Regions from separate parts of the Sus scrofa genome. Here regions 1, 2, 4 and 5 are each linked to region 3. Evidence: chromatin contacts called from public Hi-C and promoter capture Hi-C data. All regions are on one chromosome and are shown on one strand. The core of a region is the stretch at or near the end of the contact, and the rest is flanking DNA. Distances in the headings are between cores, read along the strand shown.

Region 1 (2,700 bases), core at 112-2,611, 430 kb before region 3:
GCAAAGTCATGGGAGCAGAGCTCAGACATGTCCTCACTACCCTGGGTGAGGCAGGGACCAGAACTGTGGGGTGGAGAGGAGGGGGTGAACCAAGAAGAAGGTTAGCCAAGCAGGCAGAGCCAGGGAGGGATTACTGTCCTGGAGGTCATGGGCAGAAGACCGAGAAGGTCAGAGCCTGCTTCTGGGGTACAGATGCCTCCCAAAGGGCAGAGGAAAGGGGATGAGATGGGAGATCTGAGCTTCTATTTTGGAAGAGATGGTTGGCCTCTGTGATATGGTATGTGTCTCTTAATCCTCTGAAATTCAGTTTCCTTGTCTGTGGAGCTTTCACCAGGTGTAACTGAGGTGAAATGGAAAGCAAGATGCTGGGAGGCATTCAAGGCATGCGCATTACAAGGACAGGATTCTCTTGGGGGACTGTTGCTATGGGCAAGTCTCCAGGGTGGGAGAAGAGGTACCACCCAGAAGAATGAGGCCTGGGTTGATGAGGGAGGGAAGGCAGGGGCTAAAACGCTGTGTCTGGGGTTTAGGAGAGAGGATGACTGAAGAGGAGGTGGAGACAGTTCTGGCAGGACATGAGGACAGCAACGGCTGCATCAACTATGAAGGTGAGCGGCTAGGAGCTGAAGAGACAGGGGAAGAGGGGAAGCATGAGGCTCCTCGTATGTGGGGGCGCGTCCTGTGGCCCAAATTATCTAAAGTCAGATGGATTATCAAGACCATCTTCTGAAGCCCCTCTTGCCTCCTCTCTCTGCAGCCTTCCTGAAGCACATCCTGAGCGTCTGAGCTCTACAGGTAGGGCCCTCCCACTTCGCCTTGTGAGGCCAGCCTGCTTCCCTTCCCTCTACCAGAGACATACGTTTCCACGTCCTGCTGCGCGCTTGAGCTCCAGGATTTGGCAACGTTCATCTTTTTCCACAGGTGCAGTGGGGCTCGACAAGGAGTCCCCCTACCCCTCGCGGGCGAAAGCAAGTTCCTGCCGCTAGGAGGCCACCTATTGTTTCAAAATAAAGTGACGGTTCCTCCCCTAAACCTCCGACTCTTGCTTTCTTCAGAGGTGGGGGAGGGAAGGAAGGAAAGGGAGGGATCTCCTCTCCCAAATCCGACATCCCCCGATTTTCCTGCGGCTCGCAGGAGGAGATTCCTTGCGCCCCACCCCACCCTCCTCTGCGGTTTCTGTGCCCCGGGTAGGACTATTCTGAAAAATGAGCCGCAGCGGGCCCCGCCCACCTCCTTACTAATGTAGCAGCAGCATCTGCATAAGACCGGGCCAGGATCCCTATTGGCTGGGTCAACGGAGGGTGACGTCATTGGGACGTACTAAGACTAGGGTTGGGCCGAGAACCGGAGCCATTACTGCAGGAAAAGGTCCCGCAGAGCCAAGCAGTCAAGATGGTGGGGCCCGGGGCTGGGAGGATGAGCGGGATTGGGGGCGAGAGGCGGGAAGCCGGGGGTAGGGGGCGAAGAGAAGGCAGAAGGTAGGGGGCAAAGGGACTTGAGGGTTGGAGGTGGGGTTGGAGATGTTGAGAGCCTGCCCTGCTGGGAAGCGAGAGTGCCCAGGATGGAACAGGAGTTCGTGGTTCAGAGTTCTTGGGACGGGGCTGGAAGCTTGGGGGATTGGAGTTAAGATGCTGATCGCTCCCCTCTTCTCCGAGCAGTGTGACTTCACCGAGGACCAGACCGCAGGTAGGTAATCTCTGACCCCGCTGAGGTCATGCTTAGGGAGAGGGACATTCCTTCTAGCACCTACCCCCTACCTGTCATTTCTTCAGCACCCACAAGGGAGTACCTCGTGGATTCCCTTCTCCCTCCTTCTGGGCCTCCATTTTCTTTTCTCAATCTTTCTTCCTCCCTCCCTTTCTACTCTAGATCTGAGCCCCAAGCACCGGGTGAGTTCTGTAGGTGGTGTGAGCATGTGAAACAGCTTGGCCACCAATGTCTGCCGTGTGTGGGGCTCGGGAGTGATGTATTAAGCTGCTTGTGCTCCTCTGTTCCTTAATCACCTCCTTCTGCCTCTTCTCTCCTCCTGTGCTAACTTTCCCCCTCCCCCAGCTTGGAATTGTGAAGGTTGTAAGAAGCAGTGACCTGTTGTTTTGCTGGTACAGGGGAGTTTGTTGAGGACGCTTCTTTGCAGCTATACTCTCTGAAAGATTTCTTTCTGTACTGAAGGGGTGAGAGTGGCAGGCTGGGATGACCCCAGTCCCAGGCTGCTGCTCCCACTTCCTTATAAGGACAAGGCCCAGACTGGGCGGTGGCAAATTCCTGCCCTGAGTACTGTAGTGAGGAGGCTGGGCAGGCTTGCTGTAGGCAGAGGGGGTATGGAAATGGCAGTTACCACTCTGCCAGGGCTTGAGGAGAGCTGTCTTTATGTGGGACACCTGAGTTGGGAAGAAGGGACACTAGATCCCTCTTAGAGGGCTTGGGTGTACAGTGGTATAAATATCTGGTTTCCTCAGCGTGATTAAAGTTGAATGGGCAACGGGGACTGTGAGGGAGGGTTTGGGTTCATCTGTGCCTGCCAGGTGCTGATGTTTATCCGAATCCTCAGAGTTCAAGGAGGCCTTCCAGCTGTTTGACCGAACAGGGGATGGCAAGATCCTGTACAGCCAGTGTGGGGACGTGATGAGGGCCCTGGGCCAGAACCCCACCAACGCCGAGGTGCTCAAGGTCCTGGGGAACCCCAAGAGTGATGGTAAGAGT
Region 2 (2,700 bases), core at 37-2,536, 470 kb before region 3:
AGTTCTACATCTGACTGTATTCTAAACCTTCCTTATAACTCAGGCAAATGAGAAACAGGATTGTCTCTTTACCCTTGATTCCCATTTTATTGGTTGTGTTTTTTTTGTTTGTTTTTTGGGGTTTTTTGGTTTTTTTTTTTTTTTTTTTGTCTTTTTAGGGCTGCACCTGTGACATATGGCGGTTCCCAGGCTAGGAGTCAAGTTGGAGCTGTAGCTGCCAGCCTGCACCACAGCCAGGAGGGATCTGAGTCACGTCTGAGAACTACAGCACAGCTCACGGCAATGCGGGATCCTTAACCCACTGAGCAAGACCAGGGATCGGATAGGCAACCTCATGGTTACTAGTCGAGTTTGTTAACCACTGAGCCACGACTGGAACTCCGGATTTCCCACTTCAGTGTCCTAGCCGTTGTCAAGGGTCAGGAAATTCTTGGAAAATGTAATCGTTTCTGCTGCAGCTGAGCCCCCTCGCCCCCCACCAGCCAATTTAATTTTAATCTTTAAAACAGAGATGATTAACTCTTGGAGATAGAATGAACTGAAGAGATTTCTAAAGGAAAATAAATCTTCACTTCCTATTCACTCCCTTTTTTTTTTTTCCCTTCTGTTGCCTGAAGGCTGGATTATCTCAACCCTTAATTCTCCGATTCTCGTTTTCTCCAGTCTGTCGCTGCAACCCATAGACCAGGTAGAGGACTGGGAACAGGATAGACAGGGTCAGTCATCAACACTTTCATTCCAAATAGGGTAATTTCCTTTCCTTTTGTAAGGACAGCGAGAAAAAAAAAAAAAGGGAAGGATAAGGAATGTGCTTAAAGTATGAAAACTAGGGAAAGCTGACAAATGAACATGTAGGATTTCCAGGCCAAATCCTGCCCAAATTGTCCGAATGGTGTGTAAGGGAATCCCGACCCTCCACAACCCCTCAACTTCGCGACTCCAGCTGCCTCCAATACGAAGTAATTGGCGGTGCGGCTCTGCATGACGTCATACCACAGGCACTCCAATCCCACGTGGGGGAGCTCCCGGTCCCGCCTCTCTCCTTTAAATGGTACGCCGCGCCTCCTTCTCTTTCTAGCTAATCATATGCTGCTCTTTAGCCTTTTTCCTTCTTTTCCCGCCATCCCACACCGCTCATCTTGGCACTCTGGTCCAATCAGCAAGGTCCTGCCTCTCCCGAGCCCTTTCCCTTACCCGCGGAAGGGGGCGGGGCTTCGAGCGTTTGACTCCACCTTGGTCTATGCGGCGCGGACCAACCCGAACCATCAGGATGAGGGGGCGTGGCTTTAAGTCCCCTCCCCCATTCTGGGGTTTTTGGTTCGTAAGAGGGGAGCTGGTCGCAAGGCTAGGCAACCTCTAGTCGGTCTCTGGGCCGGGCGTGTCCTCCCAGAGGCGGCACCATGGAGCGCTCTCCTGGAGACCGCTCCAGTCCCGTGGACCAACCCTACGCTCCCTCCGACCCCCCTGACCAGCCCCCCGTTGCTCCCACAAAGCCGGACCAGAGTTCTGGGAACCAACCTGCTGGACCAGGCGCGGCGGGTGAGGCCCTGGCTGTGCTGACTTCCTTCGGGCGGCGGTTGCTGGTGCTGGTGCCGGTGTACCTAGCCGGGGCCATGGGACTCAGCGTGGGTTTCGTGCTCTTCGGCCTCGCCCTCTACCTGGGCTGGCGCCGGGTCCGCGAGGAGAAAGAACGGAGCCTTCGAGTAGCGCAGCAGCTCCTGGAGGATGAGGAGCGGCTCACGGCGAAAACTCTTTACATGAGCCAGCGAGAGCTACCTGCCTGGGTGAGCGACCACCCTCAGTCCTCGGTGCAGCATAACCCCCTTTGGCCCCTCAGTCCTAGGGCTCTTCCTGCCTATCCCTAAAGTCAGCTTCCCACCTTGGGTTGATGGGCCCCAGACTTTCCCCTGTGGCCCGCTAACCGCCTGCCTTCTGGGACGCGCCACTCTTGGGACCTACTGTTCATTATCCCCCCTCCCCCTTTCCGCACGCCCGGATCCCGATTCTTTCATGGAATCAAGACTTCTTCCTCTACGCTTGGGCAAGAGCAGTAATAACATCTGGGGAGCCCGTCTCAGCCGTGGCTCTTCCCTCAACCAAGCCGCTCAAAGGCCCCTCCTCGTTTCTGGTGCCACTCACTCTTGGGCATCCCCAGTCCCGCTCAGAGGGTGCCCTCATCTTTCCTGTCTTCCCCAAGATTTTTTTTTTTTTCTTTTAACCTATTTAAGCCGATAAGGTTGTTCTCCCTTTCCCGCTCTTGTCCTCGGGTATCCCGGGAGCATTGCCCCGTCGAGGCCCCCCGCACCTGGACGCACCCTAAGGCCCTCGTCTTCCAGCCTTAGGCGGCCTGGCCGCAGCGCAGCGGAGGCGGCTGCTGGACAAAGGGCGGGGTGCTGGGGGGGAGGGTAATGCGACTGCTGCAGTGCCCGCTACCCACACTCCACCGCCCCGGCCCCACCCTTTTCCGGACTGGGCTGCGCTTGGCTTGTTTGGTTGGGGCCAGGACCCTATTCCTACAACCCCCTATCTCGTGGTGAGGAACTCAGATGGCTCAGGCCTTGCAGAGGCCGAGCCGTTACCTGGCCCCTCCCCGGCCCTCCCTTCCTGCTCCTCCCAGCAGAAGTGCCACTCTAGGGGGAATCAAAGTTGACACTAGGCAGAGAGAGTCAAGCTTCCCAGACCCTGGACTCGGGAGAAATG
Region 3 (2,700 bases), core at 178-2,677:
AACCTTAATTTTCTTCAGAAGAAACTGCACTGACTGTGTATTCTCTGCAAGAAAATTCCACTGTACTAGAGGGTGTCACTTGATGTACAGAACTGCTAGGAAAAGCAGTTTCTTTGTGTGCAGATGGAACAAGAGGGATACTTACTGTTTGGTTTTGATGGGACCTCTCTCATCAATAGGTTCTCCAATGACATTCATGATTCTGCCCAAGGTCTCAGGCCCAACAGGAATTTTGATTGGTGCACCAGAATCTAGGACTTTCTGGCCTCTAACCAGGCCTTCTGTACCATCCATGGCAATGGTCCTTACAGTACTCTCACCTGTCAGACAGACATTGCAAGATTATACATAAAGACAAATTGACTTCATATTTAATGAAAAACAGCTGGCATCAAACACCTAAGTCAACCAAGACTCCTTCTCAGTATCTAAATGTGGCTTCAGGAAACTCAGAAGAACGAAAGTCATCTTGATAAAATCATCACAGAAGGAAGACAGCCTGGTTTTTTGGGATAATTGCATCGAAGACCTTCATTATTCTTAACATGTTGTACTTACCCAAATGCTGGGCCACCTCCAAAACCAGCCTGGTCTCCCTGCCTTGCACTTCCAGGGCATTTAGGATGGGTGGCAGTCCTTCATCAAACTGGACATCCACCACTGCACCAATGACTGCCACGATTCGCCCAGTGGCGGCGCCTGCCTTTGGCGATGGAGATGGTTGAGTGGCATAGTCTCTGGCTAACAGAAAAAAAAAAAAAAGATATTGGAAGATGATAGGGTCAGGACAGTTAAAGGTCAGAAGGACTGGTGAATTGAGCCCAGGCCCGGCCTCCTTCCGTTTACACGGAAGGCGGGTCTAAAGGGAGGGCCCCGCTAGAACAGAGAAAGTGCCTGCACCATCTTGCCATTCTCATGCACAAAATCTCATTATTTGAGAGGTCGGTGTCCGCACTGCACCGGAAGGTCAATGCACCTGCCTGCACTTTTCGTTCACACAACGCCCCTCTTCCAAAATGTGACTGAACTATATCATTTTTGTTCTCCTGCAGTTTAGAGGACAAGGCAGGGGATCGGGCGTTTTCTTGCACCACAGACCCTTAGGCCCGAGAGTCTATCTCCCCCCCACCCCCAGCTCAAGGTCATGAGGCGACAGAAACGAAACCAGCTCCGAATGCAAGGCACTTACCAGGCTGGAGCGCTGCCGGAGCGGCCCGCAGTAAGAGCTGGGCTTGGGGTAGCGGCGCTGAAGGGCTGAGTCCCCGCAAGGCCCCAGAGGCCGAGGCAGAGGCCACACGACCCACAAAGCCCAACATGGCGGAGCCCGGGTAGAGACTGAGCGCTGCAGCAGTCTGGCCGCCAACTCCCCGCAGTTGGGGGCGGGGCCTACTCTGCAGTAGGCACGTCCGTTGGATCATCTTGCTGCTTATCACTCTCAGCATCGCTCCTATAGGCTAATAATCTCTCTTCATCTCAATCATTGGCCAAAATTGGTGCTAATCTGAATTCCTTTTTTTTATTGGACAGTGTCCGGTTGAGTGCAACCCTCAGAGCCTCCAAATGCAATTGGACAACAGGTATGTCAGTTGGAAAGATTACTTGGCGGAACTGCGTTTGGGGAAGGGGCCGAGTTCCTGTGAGGAAGCACGTGGGCTGTCTTTGGCTGTCCTTGGGCTCTCTCCTTAGATAGGACCTTGAGCTAGGTGACAGCCTCCCGCAAGGTTAGGGAAGTGGTAGCGTCGTAAAGCACCACAAACAATGACCTTGGCTAACGCAGGAGTCAAACACAGTTTTTATTTGCAGTAGTGACATTGGAAGCTTTCAGACAACTCAGCAGTTGAGGAATCTGGACAGAATTAAGGCTACAATGAAATTAATGTAACCAGTCGTATAAAAAATATATGCTAGACATTCAGAAGGCAAAGATAAGACTTAGGATTTCACTTTTAAAGAAAAACATTTGGAGGAACTTCCCGTCGTGGCGCAGCGGAAATGAATCCGACTAGGAACCATGAGGTTGAGGGTTTGATCCCTGGCCTCACTCAGTGGGTTAAGGATCCGGCGTTGCAGTGACCTGTGGTGTAGGTTGCAGACGCGGCTTGGAACCCGCGTTGCTGTGGCTCTGGCGTAGGCTGGCGGCTACAGCTCCGATTAGACCCCTAGCCTGAGAACCTCCATATGCCGCGGGAGCGGCCCAAGAAAAGACAAAAAAAAAAAAAAAAAAGGAAAAGAAAAAAAAGGAAAAACATTTGAACAAAAAATGCAATAAGGAGTACCTGTGGCGGCTCAGCGGTAACCAACCTGACTAGGAACCATGAGGTTGAGGGTTTGATCCCTGGCCTCGCCCATTGGGTTAAGGATCTGGCGTTGCCGTGAGCTGTGTTGTAAGTCACAGATGCAGCTTGGATCCTGCGTTGCTGTGGCTCTGGCATAGGCCGGTGGCTACAGCTCTGATTAGACCTCTAGCCTTGGAACCTCCATATGCCACAGGAGCAGCCCTAGAAAAGGCAAAAAGACAAAAAACTAAAACAAACAAACCCAGCTCTGATTAGACCCCTAGCCTGGGAACCTCCATATGTCACAGGTTCGGCCCTAAAAAGACAAAAGACAAAATAAAATTAGGATAATTTCACGTTGTCTCAAAAATTAAGTACATTAAAATATAAAAGAAGCATTCAGAACAGTGCCTTTTGACTTAGT
Region 4 (2,700 bases), core at 130-2,629, 330 kb before region 3:
CAAAATGAATGCCAATCTCCAAGGGGAGAGATGGAGAGTTTATATCTGTCCCCAGTCCCCTGTTTCTGGACAAGATATCTCTGTTCCATACAACAATTAGACCCCAAAGTAACAGTCTTTGTTTTTCTTTTGGCAGTTACCCCCAGCAGGTGTTCTTATGCCAGCAGGTGGAACACGTGCCTTAGCAGAGACCCAAGCTGTTGTAGTGACAATGGCTGTATCCTTAACCTCTTGAGCCACAAGAGAACTCCTTTTCTGGGGGGAGGGGGCATCTGCAGCATATGGGAGTTCACAGGCTAGGGGTCGAGTCAGAGCTGCAGCTGCCAGCCACAGCCACAGCAACACAGGATCCAAGCCATCTCTTGGACCTACAACCACAGCTCATGGCAACGCTGGATCCTTAACCCACTTAGCAAGGCCAGGGATCAAATCCTCATCCTCATGGATGCTAGCTGTATCCCCTCACCCTCACAACACTACTCAGCTAAAGATTTCCTGAATGTGGAGGGCATGGCTAAAGATTTATGCTCTGGAGTTCCCATTGTGGCGCAGTGGTTGATGAATCCGACTAGGAACCATGAGGTTGCGGGTTCAATCCCTGCCCTTGCTCAGTGGGTTAACGATCCGGTGTTGCCGTGAGCTGTGGCGTAGGTCGCAGACGCGGCTGGGATCCTGCCCTGCTGTGGCTCTGGCTTAGGCTGGCGGCCACAGCTCCGATTGGACCCCTAGCCTGGGAACCTCCATATGCCGCAGGAGCGGCCCAAGAAATGGCAAAAAGACACACACACACACAAAAAAAAGATTTATGCTCTAAAGACTAAAGCAGAGAGGCTTGAATTGCACTGCAATAGCATAAACATCTTTTTCTTTCTTTTTCTTTTCTTTTTTTTTTTTTTTTTGGCTGTACCTACAGTTCTCCGGCCAGAGATCGAACCCTGCCACCTGAGCTGCAGTGACAATGCTGAATCCTTAACCCACTGAGATACAAGAGAACTCCCTCTATAAATATCAAAAGAGAAAACTACGCAAACTCTTATCCCAGAGCTTGGAAGGTTAATTTAATTTTCTTTCTCAAAGATACTAGGCACTATGGAGGCTACAAAGATCAAAGGAACTTCTAACTATAAACAAGGCAAAATATGGTAAAGGTTCTAAGAAAAACATTCAGAAGACCCACGGGCTTCTGCAGTCGACAGGCCCATGAAGTCGCCTCTGTGCTTATGTATCAAGTCTGTGACTACGGACTCGCTAAATTAGTTTCCCTGGCGACCTCGTTCTGCATCCTTTCAAACACTAACTCCAGCTCCCTTTTCTCGCCAGAGGTGCGAAACTACATCTCCCGACAGGCCGCGTGGTCCCCTTCCTTCCCCCCTCTCCGGGTCCTGAGCCATGGCAACAGCGTGACGTGGGGGTACTGAGAGCCGCGGGAGCAGCGGTCGCGGCTTCAGTTCTAGGCTACCCAGTCGCCCGGGCGGGAGGAGCCGCCGGCCCGGCCCTCGGGGGCCCTGAACTCGCCCAGCGATCGCTTCCCTCCGCTCTTCCTCTGGAGTGAGGAAGGCGCAGCGGGTATCAGAGCCAAAAGGGCAAGGGAGGGTCGCGCGCATGGCCTCGGCGGGCGCGCGGCGGCTCCCGGCGGGTACGCGCGCCGCTGCCCGGGGTTGCGGTGGCTTCTCTGTGCGCCCGGCCCCGCCCCCGGGCCCTCTGCGACCGCCAGGACCAATGAGGTGAGACGGTGGTGCGGGAGGCAGCGCGCGAGCAAAGAGGGTCTTCCAGTACCCCGAAGTTCCGTGATGGAGGGTTGCGAGTCTGGCTGCAAGCGCAGCGTGGACGGCAGCGGCACCGTGGCATCTAATGCAGAGCTTTGGGGACTCTTTTGCGAGTTTTTCGCGAGGCGGAGTCCCCAGGGTGGGTACCGAACCACTTCTTGCCCCTCATGGGCATCCTGCACCAATGCGGTTGGCGAGGCTCAGCGGACTATGATGTTTCTTTAGAGCCCTCGCATTCAGCAACAGCGTACCCTCCAGTCTAAGGCAACTGGAGCTTCGCACGCACCCCGCTTTTTCCCATCTCCTCTCTGGGCACTGTCCTCAGCCGCCCTCGACCTTTTCGCACTCGTGACTGCCTGGCTGGGGAGCTTGGCGGGCTGCAGCAGGTGCTAGGGGGAAAGCTTGTCTGGACGACCTTCCTCGGGGATATGCCCCTCTTCACTTTCACCTGGTTGAGGAACACAAGGAAAGATTCGTGACGTTTCTCTCTCCTTTCCTTTTGGCCTTAGATTTCTGATGTCCTGCAGCCTCTTCTTGCCCCGGGCTGTCCAGGTCTTGGCGGCTGAGGCTGACTTATCTCCCAGACGTTCCTTTATGGGCTTTGCTGCCCCCTTCACCAACAAGCGAAAGGCTTACTCCGAGCGTAGGATCATGGGGTGAGCATCCTCTCCTGTTTAGCTTCTCTGCACATTCCCTTTCCCTCTAAACAAAAAACTATGTCCTGGCTAGAACATAAGGATGGCGATAGGGGGCAGGATTCATCCCTGGCCATCCCATTCTCCCCAGCTATATTACCGATCCTTTATCCTCCTCTGTCGGCCTTAATTTCCCCCTTCTTTGTTGCTGTGCATTAAGTGAAATGTGACTAGAGTTGGACAACATGACAACAGGGTATTATTTCTCTGCTGACCTGACTTTATTATTCTGAGCACAA
Region 5 (2,700 bases), core at 10-2,509, 370 kb before region 3:
CCAGGAGGAAATGCCTGAAAGAAACTTTCTTCCCCAATACTGGGAACCCGCCACAGCCGCAAAGTCGGCTGGACACACAGGGCAGTAATATTACTGCAACACTCAGATTCCCTCCATGAGTCTTACCCCATTCCTAACTAGGGGAAAACTATCAGCCTGCAACACTATCAGCTTCTTGTTCTATTGTCAGACTAAAACCACCTGTATAGAAAGGGATTAGACTATCACTATCACAGCCCGGTCCCTAAGGACAGTGGCTCAGTGGTCTCATTAACAGCCACATTTGCTACCAGGTGGAATGAAGTTACTTTCTGAATGGGGAAGATGTCTGTCTGTCCCAATGCCAAACACCCTCACCCCTCTCAGCTTTCTGCTCCTTCTCCAGCCCCCTCCTCCTCACTCCTCAATTTCTCTTACGCTTTGGCTTGGAGAAGGCTTTCTGGTGTGTGAAGCCCGCGAAGAGGGACTGGCTGCAAACTCAAGTCACGGATGTAAGGAATGTGAGATTCCTTCATGGAGGGGTGGGAGGGAGAGAGGGGAAAGGAATGGAGGAGGAAGACAAGGCTGCCAAAGACAAGGCATGGGAGAGGAGCCAAGCTATGGCGCTTCGAGGGCGGGGGTTCAGGTTCCACCGCCCCTGCGCAGGCTGTCCCCCAGATGGTTCCCTGCTTACCCTTCCGGCCCGTCAATCACTGTCCATTTAAATACCACGTTGTGCACCCAAATCCCGGCCCCCCCCCCCGGTCCTCCAGCCGGCCTAGGCCCCCTCTCGTACTTCTTAAGGCTCCCACACTCCAATGGGCCTCCCCAACAAGGCACCCTCCAGCGCTCCTTTACCACCTCTGGACTCCTCCCTTCCTCCATTTTTCATCTTTACTCCCGTCCCTTCGCCTGACCTCCAAAATCTCGAACCCCGGTCCCAATCCCCCTGGGACATCGCCCCCTCCCCTCCCACGCCCTCCTTTAGGTGGGAGCCTGCGCAGGCGCCGTACGCACCGCCCTGGAAGCGGTCTGGACTCTCCGTGCCCCGACCCGTTGGAGTTGAGGCCGCAGCAGCCACGGGATAACCCTGGTGCCGGGTGCCAGCCTATCCTGGGAGGGGAAGGGGAAGGGGAAGGAGAAGGAGAGGGGATAAGGTTCCGACCACTCGTCGCCTTGTGAGACTGAGCCTTGGCCCCGCCCACCGCTGCTACGCAACCTGGCGGAAACTCGTCACCAAGCCCCGCCCCTTTGTTTAACTCAGCCTTGGGCTAGAAACCACGAGCGGCCAACGAGGAGAGTGAGGGCTAGCCAGGCCTCCGTTCCACACCGGAAGTCTTTATGGTCCCAGCGAGAACTGTATAGCCATTTGGGAGGAAGGACTCTATGTTCTTCCGTGCTTGAAAGTCGGGGGCCGAGCTGGAGGCCGACTCTCCCGGAGCGCGAGACTTCTATTTCGAAGGGTGCACCGGTTCCGTGCCCTAAAGCTGATGCGGCTTGGTGCGAGATCGTCGCTAGGAGGCCGGCCTGCAGTGTGACCTGCCGTCTGCCCGGCCCCTCTCCCGTTTCCAGAGCTGTGGTCAGCATCCCGGAGCCGATCTTATGACTCATAGTCATGGGAATGGATACTGTAGTCAACAAGGCGACCACGGGGTGGGGAATGAGGGAGTGTCTGATCGGAAAACTTTGATCTAGGGTGCTCAGCGGGTTGCCTGCCTCTCCTAGCTACACTCCTGCGGTATTTACGTCGACCTTCCGAACGCTCGTACAGTTCCTTGAAACACCTAAGGGGAGAGAGGGAGATAAAATGCTCCTCTTCTGGGGTTGTGGTTTGATTTCCTTAGGGTACAACACCGTGGCTGGGGGTGTGGGAGGGAGAGAACCTGAGCTCCAAGGAAAGTCAAGGTGGAGTCTAAAGCCCTCTAGGAGAAGGTAAGGGATTGATTAAGCAAACCAAAGCATTACAATCATATAGCCTCTTAGGCTAATCTGATATTAAGCAGTATTTATTATGGATATTCTCTAAGCAAATAGTAATACACATGTATGTACATTGTTTATATGTGATTGGTTTATACACTTTACAGAGCTAGCTACCTTTTGTTGATTATGAAACAAGTCTCAAAGGAAACTACAGATTAGGGCTTCTTCAGCCCTCAGGGGGGACCCTGAGATCTAGTGAGATAAGTGCATTAGAAACTGTGTCCATTAGAAACTGATTCCTTTGCAAACTGGTGAGGTGGTGCAACGCCTCGATTGCGTGCTGCTCTGGTGGCTCAGCCATTCCTGGAATATGCCGAAAAAAAAAAAAAAAAAAAAAAAAAAAAAAAAAAAAAAAAAAAAAAAAAAAAAAAAAAAAACTGATCAAACTGTGAGGGACTAATGCAAATGTTGTTCTCTGTGCCCCAATTCCATTACTTCCAAAGGATGTGGGTGTGTGTCTATTGTCTCCCGTGTGAGTGCGACTTTCTCCAGAGACCTTGACCAAGCTGGATAATGCATGAAAGATGAGGAATCTAAATCAGAAATAAAGATGCAGGTTAGAGAAATTGGAGAACAGGAGGAAACTGCCTGCTGTGTGCTAGGCACTGCTTTTTATATAACTTCGTTTTCTCGTCTGCAAGATGCAATCATATTTAAGAACTGTCGAGAAAAGAAGTGATGAGCCAGATTTCATACTTTCGTCCGCCGAATTCCAAAAACCTTTGGTTCTTTTTCCAC

What was found. Promoter capture Hi-C pulls out the DNA fragments that hold promoters and counts their contacts. A called contact is a pair of places that touch in the nucleus more often than the background predicts.
Region 1: a contact with region 3 is called in a Hi-C map of liver, with 7 times the contacts expected there. The contact joins the promoter of MYL6 here to the promoter of ATP5B in region 3. A contact is called at or near these places in 1 of 47 Hi-C or Micro-C datasets (liver) and 1 of 2 datasets of contacts at active chromatin or transcription factors (alveolar macrophages).
Region 2: a contact with region 3 is called in a promoter capture Hi-C map of fetal liver, with 4 times the contacts expected there. The contact joins the promoter of ESYT1 here to the promoter of ATP5B in region 3. A contact is called at or near these places in 2 of 5 promoter capture datasets (fetal liver and liver), 1 of 47 Hi-C or Micro-C datasets (heart right ventricle) and 1 of 2 datasets of contacts at active chromatin or transcription factors (alveolar macrophages).
Region 4: a promoter capture Hi-C map of liver shows a contact between it and region 3, with 2.6 times the contacts expected there. The contact joins the promoter of COQ10A here to the promoter of ATP5B in region 3. A contact is called at or near these places in 1 of 5 promoter capture datasets (liver) and 1 of 2 datasets of contacts at active chromatin or transcription factors (alveolar macrophages).
Region 5: a Hi-C map of liver shows a contact between it and region 3, with 8 times the contacts expected there. The contact joins the promoter of NABP2 here to the promoter of ATP5B in region 3. A contact is called at or near these places in 1 of 5 promoter capture datasets (liver) and 2 of 47 Hi-C or Micro-C datasets (heart right ventricle and liver).

Annotation. Positions count from the first base shown.
Region 1 is chr5:21,557,964-21,560,663 of Sscrofa11.1, forward strand. MYL6 (myosin, light chain 6, alkali, smooth muscle and non-muscle) reads left to right here and starts at 1,362. Exons shown (of 7, transcript NM_001163997.1): 1 at 1,362-1,395; 2 at 1,659-1,686; 3 at 2,549-2,692. The coding sequence starts at 1,393. MYL6B (myosin light chain 6B) reads left to right here. Exons shown (of 8, transcript XM_003126266.3): 5 at 1-45; 6 at 531-608; 7 at 758-795; 8 at 922-1,032. The coding sequence ends at 786.
Region 2 is chr5:21,516,670-21,519,369 of Sscrofa11.1, forward strand. It overlaps ESYT1 (extended synaptotagmin-1), which reads left to right and starts at 1,287. Exons shown (of 32, transcript XM_003126262.4): 1 at 1,287-1,784. The coding sequence starts at 1,401.
Region 3 is chr5:21,990,966-21,993,665 of Sscrofa11.1, forward strand. ATP5B (ATP synthase subunit beta, mitochondrial) reads right to left here and starts at 1,428. Exons shown (of 10, transcript XM_001929410.5): 1 at 1,190-1,428; 2 at 559-741; 3 at 146-320. The coding sequence starts at 1,418.
Region 4 is chr5:21,663,873-21,666,572 of Sscrofa11.1, forward strand. COQ10A (coenzyme Q-binding protein COQ10 homolog A, mitochondrial) reads left to right here and starts at 1,380. Exons shown (of 5, transcript XM_003126267.4): 1 at 1,380-1,724; 2 at 2,276-2,422. The coding sequence starts at 1,603.
Region 5 is chr5:21,623,395-21,626,094 of Sscrofa11.1, forward strand. NABP2 (SOSS complex subunit B1) reads left to right here and starts at 1,260. Exons shown (of 7, transcript XM_005655605.3): 1 at 1,260-1,558. RNF41 (E3 ubiquitin-protein ligase NRDP1) reads right to left here and starts at 1,195. Exons shown (of 7, transcript XM_003481616.4): 1 at 997-1,195.